Linked DNA regions of Sus scrofa: region 1 is linked to region 2. The links are chromatin contacts, called in public Hi-C maps. All regions are on one chromosome and are shown on one strand. Each heading gives the region's core, a stretch centred on a gene start, on an enhancer-like site or on the middle of the called end of the contact. The rest is flanking DNA. Distances are from core to core; before and after follow the strand shown.

Region 1 (5,450 bases), core at 2,570-5,069, 100 kb before region 2:
AAGAGAGCATTCCTCAGGGAAAAGTCCCCTTTTCTTGGCTTTTGATAGGTGCAAATAATGAAGAGAAGGAATTCTAGGAAGAGAAAACAGCTTGAGCCAAAGGCAGAAAACTCGCACATACATATAACTGAAGAGAGTAGTGAAAGCCTCTGGAAGCAGCTTATCCTGTGTGTACAATTTCAGTTCACACCACATGTCTGGCCCTGACTCTGATCATTGTAGAAATTAACACAGCAAGGATACACCCCATCCAGTCCCCTCTCTTCTTCAAGGTTCAGTCTTAGGTAGTCAGAGTATTTTTGACATTAAGGGACCAAACTTGTTTTTAAGATCTCCAAGATCACATGGTTTGAGAGCCCTGTGACAGAAAGGGCCCCAAGGCTCCAATGCAGACTGACCACTGGGCCTGGCTCCTCCTTCCAAACTAAACTGCACCAAAGCCTTCTGCCCTGTTAGGGGCTGGGAAGGCCAAAAAGGAACATGCCTGTTTTCTCCTTCTGAGTTTGGAACTGACTGAGAAATAAGACCAAGAGACAGACCACTGGAGATCTAAATATCAGCTTTATTTATTGATAAAGCTGACCTGAACAGTGTGGCTTGACCTGCAGCCAAATGGGTTCCTGAAATGTCCCTTCTGATCTTTGCTTACCCTGCAAAGCCGGCGTGGCCACACTCACCACATGGCAGACCAGAATGCAACTGTCCTGTGGACAGGCTGACTCTAAAAGGACACACAGAGAGAAAAAGCAGGGGCAGATTCATCAGATGGGTAAGTCACCTCTTCCCTTGGGGCCGGGAGCAGTCGGAGAGTTCCTCTACACTTTTCCATTTTGAGGAAGTAATTTGGAAATTCTCTTCTTTCCAAGGAATGTGAAAAGCAAGGAGTAACCATGGACCCCCATCGTACCACTCATACTAACTTTACCTGCTTTGCATTGTAGGATTTTTATTTTCTACCACCCGACTAAGCACTTAGTCATTTACCTCTAAGTGGGGAATCTTTCTCTCAAGTCTGCAAGCTCCTTAAAGTCAGAAAGCATCATGTGGTATTTAAAAAAACTTTCTTCCTTCTCACACAGACTAGGAAGAGAGAAGGGAAGGAAGGAGGGAGGAAGGGAGGGAGGGAGAGAGGAGGTGAAGGTGGGAGGAAAGACTAGCCCTAGGCTGGTGGTGACTCTCAGTGACTGGCTACTCAGCTTTTCCCTGGCTCCAGTTGGCCCCAGGCTCTCTGCTTCCATAGCTGGAGTCCGAGACTTTGGCTGCAGGCTTTGGGAACAATCCCGAGGGTCATGGCTCCCTCTGGCCTAGTCTCAGGTCACCCTGTTCCTAGAATGGGGCTCCTGCTGCCTGGGATTCAGTCCCTGCCAAGTAAATGTCTTGCTTAAATTGTTTATTCCAATTGGCCCTTCTGGAGATTAAGTTCTCTACCAGAACCTTCACTCTTATGGCAGAATCCTGGCTTCTGGCCTCCTCTGCTGCTTGTCTGGGCTGATTCCTGCCCCAGGTAGTATGATGCTCCAGCACCCTCTCCCCTCTTTCCAGCACCCCCACTTCTTGACAAGCCCTTTCTTAACCATTTGTACTATTCTCAGCAGTCTTGTTGGGTTTTGAGCCTCTCCCGTTCCTGAGGTGGCTGGTTTGTTGTCACTAAATCCTTGCTTCTGACATCAGGAGGCTGATTTTGTTGAATAAGCACAATAGCACTAACATACATCCAAATTAGAGCTATCATTTGAAGGAGACACCGGGGAAGGTTGCACTAGTCCAGGGATGCTGCTATTGTTCCACTTTGTATGTGGGGACACTGAGGTTCTGGGGGCTTTCAAACCCACTGAGACCATACAGCAAATTATAGGAGCAGCTGAAACCTGCCCTCTGTCTCCTACCATGTGCTTCTAATTCAGAGCCACTCAAGCCACAGAAGAAATGATCTCACACTGTAGCAGTACTTGTTAATCTTTTAAAAATCATAGTCCTTGAGGAATCTGATAAAAGCAAAAACACATGATCCCTCAGGAAAATACACACACACTCAAAACTTACCTAAAACTCCAGGATGAGAACTCCTGTAAACAAACAAACACTTTCCCCAAATTTCAACAATGATTACATGGCATGATTGTCTTCCTCATCCTCTAGACTTGCATCCAAAGTGACTTCTGGCTGTTCCCAAATATCAAATCCCTGAAGGAACGATATGTTCCAGTGCTGAGGAGATCCAAAAGAATGTGCTGTAAACTCAAAAGGCATTTCCACAAAGGGCATTCCAAAGATGTTTAAAGAAAGGCAGGGTCCCTGGAAAGCACAGCTTCTCCAGATGACCACCTAGAAGAGGGTAACATCTGTGTTCCTGTCCTGGTTGGCTCTTAAACAATCAGTCCCTTTCTCTCTCAAGCAAAGCTCATAGAGAAGCTTTGGTGTGAATACCTCCTATCTGCTAAACCGATGAGGGGTAATTCCAAAGTTTAGCAGATACTGCCTCCTCCATACAGGCTTCAGGGACCTCTCCATGTGCTTCTTCCTTCCGGTCCCAAAGCTCTGTATGTATCTGCATCTCTATCTCATCTCTACCTCTACCAACACACTTTTTTTTGAGTACAGACATGAAAGGCAGACCCTGGGTTCATGCATGCCATCATGGGACATTTACTGAGAGACCGCCATGTATTAGCACTGCAGATACCACGGTGTGGACAAAGCAGCACTGCAGACTTTCATGATAGGCAGACAAACAAGATGCAGCATGCCTAATGCTATCCTCTGGGAAATACAGGGTGCTTTACAGTCCAACGGGTCATGGAGAAGGGCACCTTTTAAGCTAAAATGTGATATACATCTTTCCAGGGCCCAGCACAAAGCATGTGTTCAATCTTAAACACAGTAAAATCCTCCATGTTTGCCGGAGGGCTCACTCACTGAGGGCATCTGCTCACTAATTTAAGAGTGGCTATGGTGAACCAGAGCCTGACCATTCGGAAAGCCAGCTTGCATCAGGTTCAGCTGTTTACCTCCTTTAGCTGTTTCTGAGACTCTGTGAATTGGTGGAAAAAGCATTGGATTTAAAACTCTTGGAAGCTGTGGTTCTGAGGCTTTGTCAACACTACACTCGTGAGTTCTTGGGTCACTCATTGTCTTTTCATATATTGATGCCACCTTCTATAGTAAAGGAAGATATGAAAGCCGTTTTCAACCTAAGCAGGTCATCTTCTATGTATCCGTCTACCTAATCTATCGCCTAACTGGTTCCAGCTTTGCAGAAGGACAGGGTGACCGTAAATTTCAGAGAATGTACTAGCGCATTGCTTTGTGGGGCCTCTGCCTGCAGCCTTTTGCTGCCTCACATGACCTGGACTTCGCAGGGAGGGGGCAGTTTGAATTCCAGGAGGGCTAAAAGGCCTTGGCTGAGAAGCTCTATCAGATTTCACAACACAGCAGAGAAAGGCTTCCCAAGGAGAGGGCGGGGGTGTGTGGGGGTAAGGATTCTGCAAATTGCATAAGGGTGGGAAGTGGGAGAGTCCCGAAAGGCAAGATGAAGTAGGGCGAGAGGGAAATTGGACAGCTTCCCCCATCTCCTGGCTAACAACCACGACCCGCAAACTGGCCTAATACCCTACCTCTGTCCCTGTTCCCCTCGAAGTGAAGATAGAGCAGGGACGGCCACCCCTGCATGCGCGCCGCTGCCGCCACTTTCTAGACACTCAGCGCGCATGTCTTCTCCTTTTATCTCCGGTTGCGCCTTGGGCTCACTCCACAGCACCATCAGAGTCCATAGACGGCCGGGGTACAATCAGGGTAGGAAGAAAGGAGTCCAGAAACGCTTGGGCCTGGAACTACAATTCCCAGCAGATATCGCGCTAGCCACGCCTGCCTGTGGGCGGGCCCAAAGGGGCCCTTGTGGCTTAAAGCGGCGAGATCCCGTCGCTTGGCTTCCTCTCTGTGAACTCGGGCTTGCTACCCCAAACTGGGCCTGGGGAAGTGGGAGGGAGCATTGAGGTCAATGTTTTTGCTTCTTCGTAACTGAGCTAGCAAACAGGGCACAGCACGTAAACTATAGTCGAGCGCGTTTTAGAGGCTTCTCTTAGGTTCAGCAGCTTATTGCTCCTACTTGAACAAACTGTGAATTGTCTATTTAGCAAATGAAAACTTTAAAAATCGCTTGTGTGTTAAATTTCTGTAAGGTGAATTATTTTCCCTACCATGTAGGAACAACCTTTTTTTCTTTTCTAGTTTGCAGGTGGCAGTGGCCGAGGTTTAGTCTCACACAACACAACAAATGAGAAAGGAGTCTTTAAAAAGAGAAGAAATCTTACAGTAAATCATTCTTTGTTGATTTGGTAAATGTTCTACTTTAATATTCTAAGTTTTAACTTTTGTAATGAAGGGTCTTTAAAATGTGGCATACTTGAAATTCTGTTTTAAGGTGTAGATTTTAAAATCTACTTTTAATTGTAAAGTAATCTTTTAATAGAATGTAGAAGTGTGAGGTTTAAAACTGCTACTCTTTGCTTCTTGCTATAGGGAAGTGATGATTGTGATATGACATGAAGAATAGCTACCAGAATAGTGCTGGTGGGGACCTAGATCCTCATGGCTATACTGGGTATTGTGAACAAAGTAGTTTCTTGTGTTAAGAACTGACTTAAGAGTTTACTAGGTTAAGGCACTAAAATTTAAGAACTTCTCTTTTATTTTTCTACCTCAAATCCTAACCCTAATTTCTCATAGCCACTAATAAGCCACCTCCAGATGCCAACAATGAACTTTTGTTTTTGCAAACAAATACGTTTTAAAGACCTCAAAGGGAATCAATTCAGAACTTGAATGCAGAATAGTTTTAGTGGGTTTTTTTGGGGGGGGGCAGAATGTCTCGACGTTAGTCTGCTGGGATTTATGACTATGTATGCATTTAGACTGTTTAGTGTGGCATTTGCAGATAATACGAAATTGGCTAACTTTGCCAAAAATTAACAATTCATATAATTTTTTATTTGTTCTTTGTGTGTGGGAGCTCAGCAATAGGCATACTGAAAGCTGCAAATAATAGTTGATGTACAGTCATTTTTTGAGATGAGTAGAGAGTAGCTATTGTACTCTAAACAAATCCCCCACACAGACACATTAAATGGGGGAGAAAGCAATACTTGTGATATTTAGTGATATTTAAAATTTCTCCTAATTCTCAAATGTTCTCTTTATAGTCTTGAACAGAAAATGTTTTCTGGCTATCAGTTCTTCTGCTAAAAATTCAGTTTATCAAGAGTAAGCAGAGTAAGACAAGAAAGCAAAAGATATAAGACCAATGTTATTGTGTACAAGAAAATTTCAAGAGGCCTTACAAAATATTAACACTTTTGAGAGGGCAGCTGGAAATAAGGGCAATATACAGCAGTCAAATTTATTCCCATTATCAATAACAAAGGACAAGTATCTGTTCGACAAAAGATACCATT
Region 2 (5,125 bases), core at 989-3,488:
AATTCATAAACTCATCTTCGCGTCCATCCCATCTTCCTGGCCTTCTCAGGGCTCTGCAGGCTGATTCTGATCCCTCAGTCAAGGTGTTAGGAGCATCTAGTCTCATTTTCAAAGACCAGCTCATGAGCAAGAGTTGAATGCCTCAAACTCTCTTCTTTCCTCCCAGCTCTTTTTCTGTCTGTGCTTTCTGTCTGATTTGGTCTTTTCTGTTTCTAGACTCTCTTTCCCCCTATTTTGATCTCATCTTCTCTCTTGAAGTCCTTGCCTTTTCTGGACATCCTTCCTCACCTTCCACCTCTCTGGCCTTCACAAAGGGTTCTCCGTGCAGAGTTCTCCCAGGAGTTTTCTTGCTTTGTCTAATATTGGCTCTTGACTCTTTCTCTCTTTTTCTTTAGATCCAGAACTCACTGTGACTAGTGCTACCTCCTCAGTGTTCCCTTTCTTTTCCCTTTGGGCTTCCCAAGCCAGCTGGACTGTGCCACCACCTCCACTGCATTAGCAGAGGTCCTGGCCAGTATGAACAGGTCACCCTCTCCCTCTGGGGCACAGTCTCCATTCGTGCTTTGAGGACCTGGTTACCATTCAGCTTCTTATTAGCTGATGTCAGTCCTGGTTCCAGGGGCTCCTGACAACCTCTCCCACTTTGCCCACCTCTCAGTAAGACACAGGTATACTGTTGCCTTCGTAGATGGATCTGGGAAAGACATGTCATGTCTCTCTCCATCCCTCCATTTCAGTGTTGACAGATTCTACAGTGGCAGAGAAGGCTGGAGACTCCCAGTTCTGCTCACCTGACCCTCTGTCCATCTCTTGGAAGGCAAGGGCAGGGATTCTGTTTTTATACAGCATCTTTTATTACAGGCTCCTGCCTTCAAGGAGCTCCAAGAACTATTGCCACTTGAAATCATAGTTCTGGTATTTTGCTTCAGCAGCCATTTAGAAGTTTGTTGAACTAATGCAAGTTCCATTCCATGTAGAATAAAGAATATGTGGTTCCTAAAGTTGTGATGCTCCCGTTGGTCTCAGGAGAAGTATCTGGCTTCCCTGGGACTTGCCACAAAGGGTTCAGGAAGCAGAAGCCTACATATTCTGGTTTCTCTGTGGAACCCTTCACGTAAGTGTCATCCAAGACTTTATCAACAATTATTTTGAGCTTGTTTGATTTCTAAGCTTATATTTTTTCTTACAATATGTGTGAGTCAGTAAGACATTTAGTGTCTTTAGTATTTACTTAAGCCACCCTCTCCCCCGGTATGATCAGCCTTTGTTTAGAGAAAAATACAGGATCAGAGAGCCCAAGTGACTTCTTCAAGGCCCCATAACTGAAAACTTCTAGAACTGAGATAGGAACCATGTTAGCCAGACTCTAGATCTTTCAGGGGTGTCTTGGGATCCCTCAGCAAACCTCCACTGTTCCTCGGTTGGGATGCTGGGGCCCAGATGAACAGCAGGGAGAGGTGCTGACCGCAGGCTCCCAGCCTCCTCCCACCTGCTCTGAGGAGTCACCTCAGGGAGCAGCCAGGTCACTCTGCCTAACTCCCTTCTCTAGAGCCCTGACGTTCCCACAGAGGCCCTGGTTTTCCCTGAGGGCTGCACCCCTCTCAGAGAAGCAGGCAGGAGCTACTCTTGAAGAAAGTGGAGCCCTAACATCAGGAAAACAAACCAAAACAACAACAGCAACAAACACCCAGAAGAAGCTGAGCATGTTTGTTCCCAGCCCTCTTCTGGCAGAGAAATGTTTTGAGGTCTTCTTGTTTATAAGGCTTGGCTTAGGCTGAGTAAAGCCAGGAGTGAGATCTGGCTGAGACCCCTCGAGGCCACTGCCGGTGTGATGGGTCAGGGCTGGGAGACCCCCTGGGTGTCCTTTTAAGAAGAGTATCTGGGCCTTAGATGCTGACATGATCTCTTTCTCTGCTTCTCCTTTTTCTTCCTTTGCCTCCTCCATCTACTTCTCAAGCAGCTGATCGCTGTGGTTTCTTTTTATGTTGAACAAAAGAGACTACAGCGATCTTGAAACTGAGCTGGGGACTGGAGGGCATTGACCGAGAGTAACCCCGCCGCCGCAGCCAGCTCAGCTGAGGGTTTCCCTCCTCCGCTTTCCTGGGAGGCTGCCCTCCCTGCCGCCCCCCCCCCCCGTCCCTCCCCCCTTCTCCTCCATTGCACTCAGGGCAGGCTGGGGAAGAAGCAGGAGGAACACTCTGGGGATGAAAGCATCCCCCTGGTGCAAGAGTCCTGCCCTCCCACCCCTCTCTGCCTCCCACAGAAGAATTTCCTTAGCCTGTGCTGAGAGCCTGCCCAGAGGACTGGCAAGAGACTGAGAATTCTGTCCTGTTTGTCCTCAGCCCACAAACACACATTTCACTTTTTTTGTTCTTTAGACTCTAAGCTCTTGAATCGGTTTTTTGTTTTTTTGTTTTTTTCTCCTTTTCTTTGCCCCACTCTCCTGCACCCAAAGTAAAATTCTCTGGAAAAGGACATGCACCATGGGCTCCTCAAGGCAAAACTAAGGAGGCTGAGTTCAGGGGATCAAGTATTTTGGTCCATATCGGAGAGATGGCAGCAGGGAGGTTCTCGGGGCCTTTTGCTGGATGGGGACTTTCTGTCTTGTCTGCAGGGCAGCAGGGACGCAACGTTTTATTTAGTGACTGGTCCAGCAACTGGATGACCGTGTTCTCTGACAGCAGGTACATCCTCTCAGTGACCCGTGGAAGCTCATGAGACTCTTGCCTCCAAAAGGGTACTTGTACTTTCTTGATCTGGGTTTGCACAACAACCTGTGCCTGTTATTATTACCCCATCTTACGTCTAAGGAAACTGAGGAGGCCAGAGAGAGTCAGAAAAGGGGAAGAGTGAGGTTAATGGTTACACGGTTAGGAAACAGCAGAGCTGGGACCTGAATTCAGATCTTCTGATGCCTGTTGAGTGCTGACTTAGTACCTTTCAGTACCAACAATAAGAAGACCTCTGAAATCATCGTCTACAACCCACCCACCCATTACAGATAAGGTCATGTGGGCAAGAGTAAATGGCCAAGGACTGGTTGTCTTTTCCATTAAGTGTTCTCTATCTTGCCTCCAGCCATTGGTTGCTCTTACTTGTCATCTTCCTCCTGTGTCCGTCCTTGCAGTGATCCTATAGAGGTGATCATTCCGTTGATTCTCTAAAGTTCTGAATAGACAAATCAGTCACATTCAACCTTTTCTTCCCCTAATAGACAGTATCAGCAGAAAAAATTAATCCTTTTTTCTGATGCAGGAACTCAGCCAGGCAAATACACAACACACATGCGCACGCGTGCATGTGCACATACACATATATCTTAGATCAAAAATTCAGCATCGACTTAGTTGGCACAGTTGCTCCTCTGTTCTTATCTATTCTGAAAGCATATGCTTTGGGGTCAGACTAGCAATGAAGCCACTGAGGTGTCTTTTCTGAAAGTGATGATGGTGTTAGTTTATCCTTTATGGAGACCTTTTCTTGGTTCCAGGCTTCCTACTGGGACCTCATTTAACCTCCAGCTCAGCCCTGTGAGGTAGATGCTCTTGTCATCCCCACTTGTCTTGTTATGGACATGTCCCCACGCCCTGCCTCCAGCTCCCACTCTCCTGACTGTCTTCCTGACCTGGGCTGATGCACCTGTGGGGTGGGGGGAACTTCCGGAGACCTGAGCGCTCTCTTGACGGGTTTGTTTCACACGCATGTCCTGTTTTGTCCCACAGCAGATCACTACAGCTCATGACTTGATTTGCTCCCTTGTGTTCCTCCATTCCTTCCCCACCCACCTCCGCTGTGCGAGGCACTGCCACACCTTGGAGTTCCAAAGTCCCGACCCTCAGGCACTGGTGTTCTTCTGGGGAGAAAGATGTGGTTTCAGAGAACTGCAGCTCAGGGGAAGTGCACATAGGAGGCTATTAGGGCATGGAGGGTGGCCACCTGATTCAGCTGGAGGGTGGGAACATCAGGGCAGGCTTCCTGGAGGAGATGACTCATGGGCCAAATCATAAAGAAGGGGAAGAGTTAGCCAGGCCAAGAGGGGAAGGGCTGTTTCAGACATCAGACATCATCTCGGCATTCTTGGCTTTTCCACTCATTTTCCTGCTGACAACAAAATGGAGAAAACTGAGACCAGAGTTGCAAAGTCATCCTACACTGGCCTCACACCACACCACACCTCATCCTCTTCCTTCCTCCACTGTACTCCTTGAATCTCAGATTTTGAGGAATCTCTCTCTCTTTATCTACTTATACCTTTATCATTTACTCAGAAACATTTATTGAGAACTGTGTGTCACAGCACTATGACTGCAGGCTGCCGTGGTCCCTGCCATCACAGGAGCCTTCTTTACCTTCTCCTCATCAGCCACAGCCTCTGGAGATTTCTGGCTCTCTGTCCTTTTCCAGAATTTCGCTTCAGCCTCTGACTCCCCTCTGGAAACACTAGCAGATAAGCCTCATCTGGGTCAGATGCTTCCCTGAGCTGCCTTCCTCTGGTGCTCTCATCCCTCCATCTGCTTTCTCTATTGATCTGCCTCTTCATCTCCCTTGTCAGCCTTGGAAGGTCCTCGAGGGCAGTGCCTGTGTCCTTACTTTCTGGTACACTGTTGAGTGAAATAAACCCTTCTTGATCATCATAAAATGATTACCACTTATTGAACACCTACTGTGAGCCCATTGCTTGCTATTCATGCTTTACATATGAATATCTCTAATCCCCGTACCTTTGAAAGGTGGGTGCTATTATCTTTACCTCTTAGGTAAGAAATTTGTGGCTCAGGAAGACAAAATGAGCTTCTCAATGCCACACCATTTATAATGAACCTGACCGGTATCCATGTGGATGCAGGCCTTGCTCAGTGGGTTAAGGATCTGGACTTGCCATGAGCTGTTGTATAGGTCACAGATGTGGCTCGGATCCCAAGTTGCTGTGGTGTAGACCAGCAGCTGCAGCTCTGATTCGACCCCTAAAAGCAATAAATAAATAAATATATAAAGCCACACCATTCATAAACAGCAGAGTCCAGCTTCAGAGTTGGGTTTTTTTGGTCCTGTGCCCCTATCTTTCCACCATACTATTGTTTCCCAAACTTGGCTAGAATCACCCTAGGGAGTTTTATAAAATTCT

Evidence for each region. A called contact is a pair of places that touch in the nucleus more often than the background predicts.
Region 1: a Hi-C map of liver shows a contact between it and region 2, with 3 times the contacts expected there. The contact joins two enhancer-like sites. A contact is called at or near these places in 3 of 47 Hi-C or Micro-C datasets (embryonic fibroblasts, liver and retroperitoneal adipose tissue) and 2 of 2 datasets of contacts at active chromatin or transcription factors (alveolar macrophages and skeletal muscle).

The regions. Positions count from the first base shown.
Region 1 is chr1:246,325,945-246,331,394 of Sscrofa11.1, reverse strand. It overlaps LOC106509228 (a long non-coding RNA gene), which reads left to right. Exons shown (of 4, transcript XR_002337119.1): 1 at 1-769; 2 at 4,228-4,334. Among named protein-coding and RNA genes, the nearest start is that of ABCA1, 50 kb to the right of the region's middle. Within about 2 kb of position 3,819, at least 48 of the 83 cell types and tissues checked have an H3K27ac peak or open chromatin away from gene starts, as enhancers often do. A contact at or near this core is called in alveolar macrophages, liver, retroperitoneal adipose tissue and 1 more, where this site is marked.
Region 2 is chr1:246,223,689-246,228,813 of Sscrofa11.1, reverse strand. The region is part of intron 5 of ABCA1 (ATP-binding cassette, sub-family A (ABC1), member 1); the gene reads left to right. Among named protein-coding and RNA genes, the nearest start is that of ABCA1, 52 kb to the left of the region's middle. Within about 2 kb of position 2,238, at least 51 of the 83 cell types and tissues checked have an H3K27ac peak or open chromatin away from gene starts, as enhancers often do. A contact at or near this core is called in alveolar macrophages, liver, retroperitoneal adipose tissue and 1 more, where this site is marked.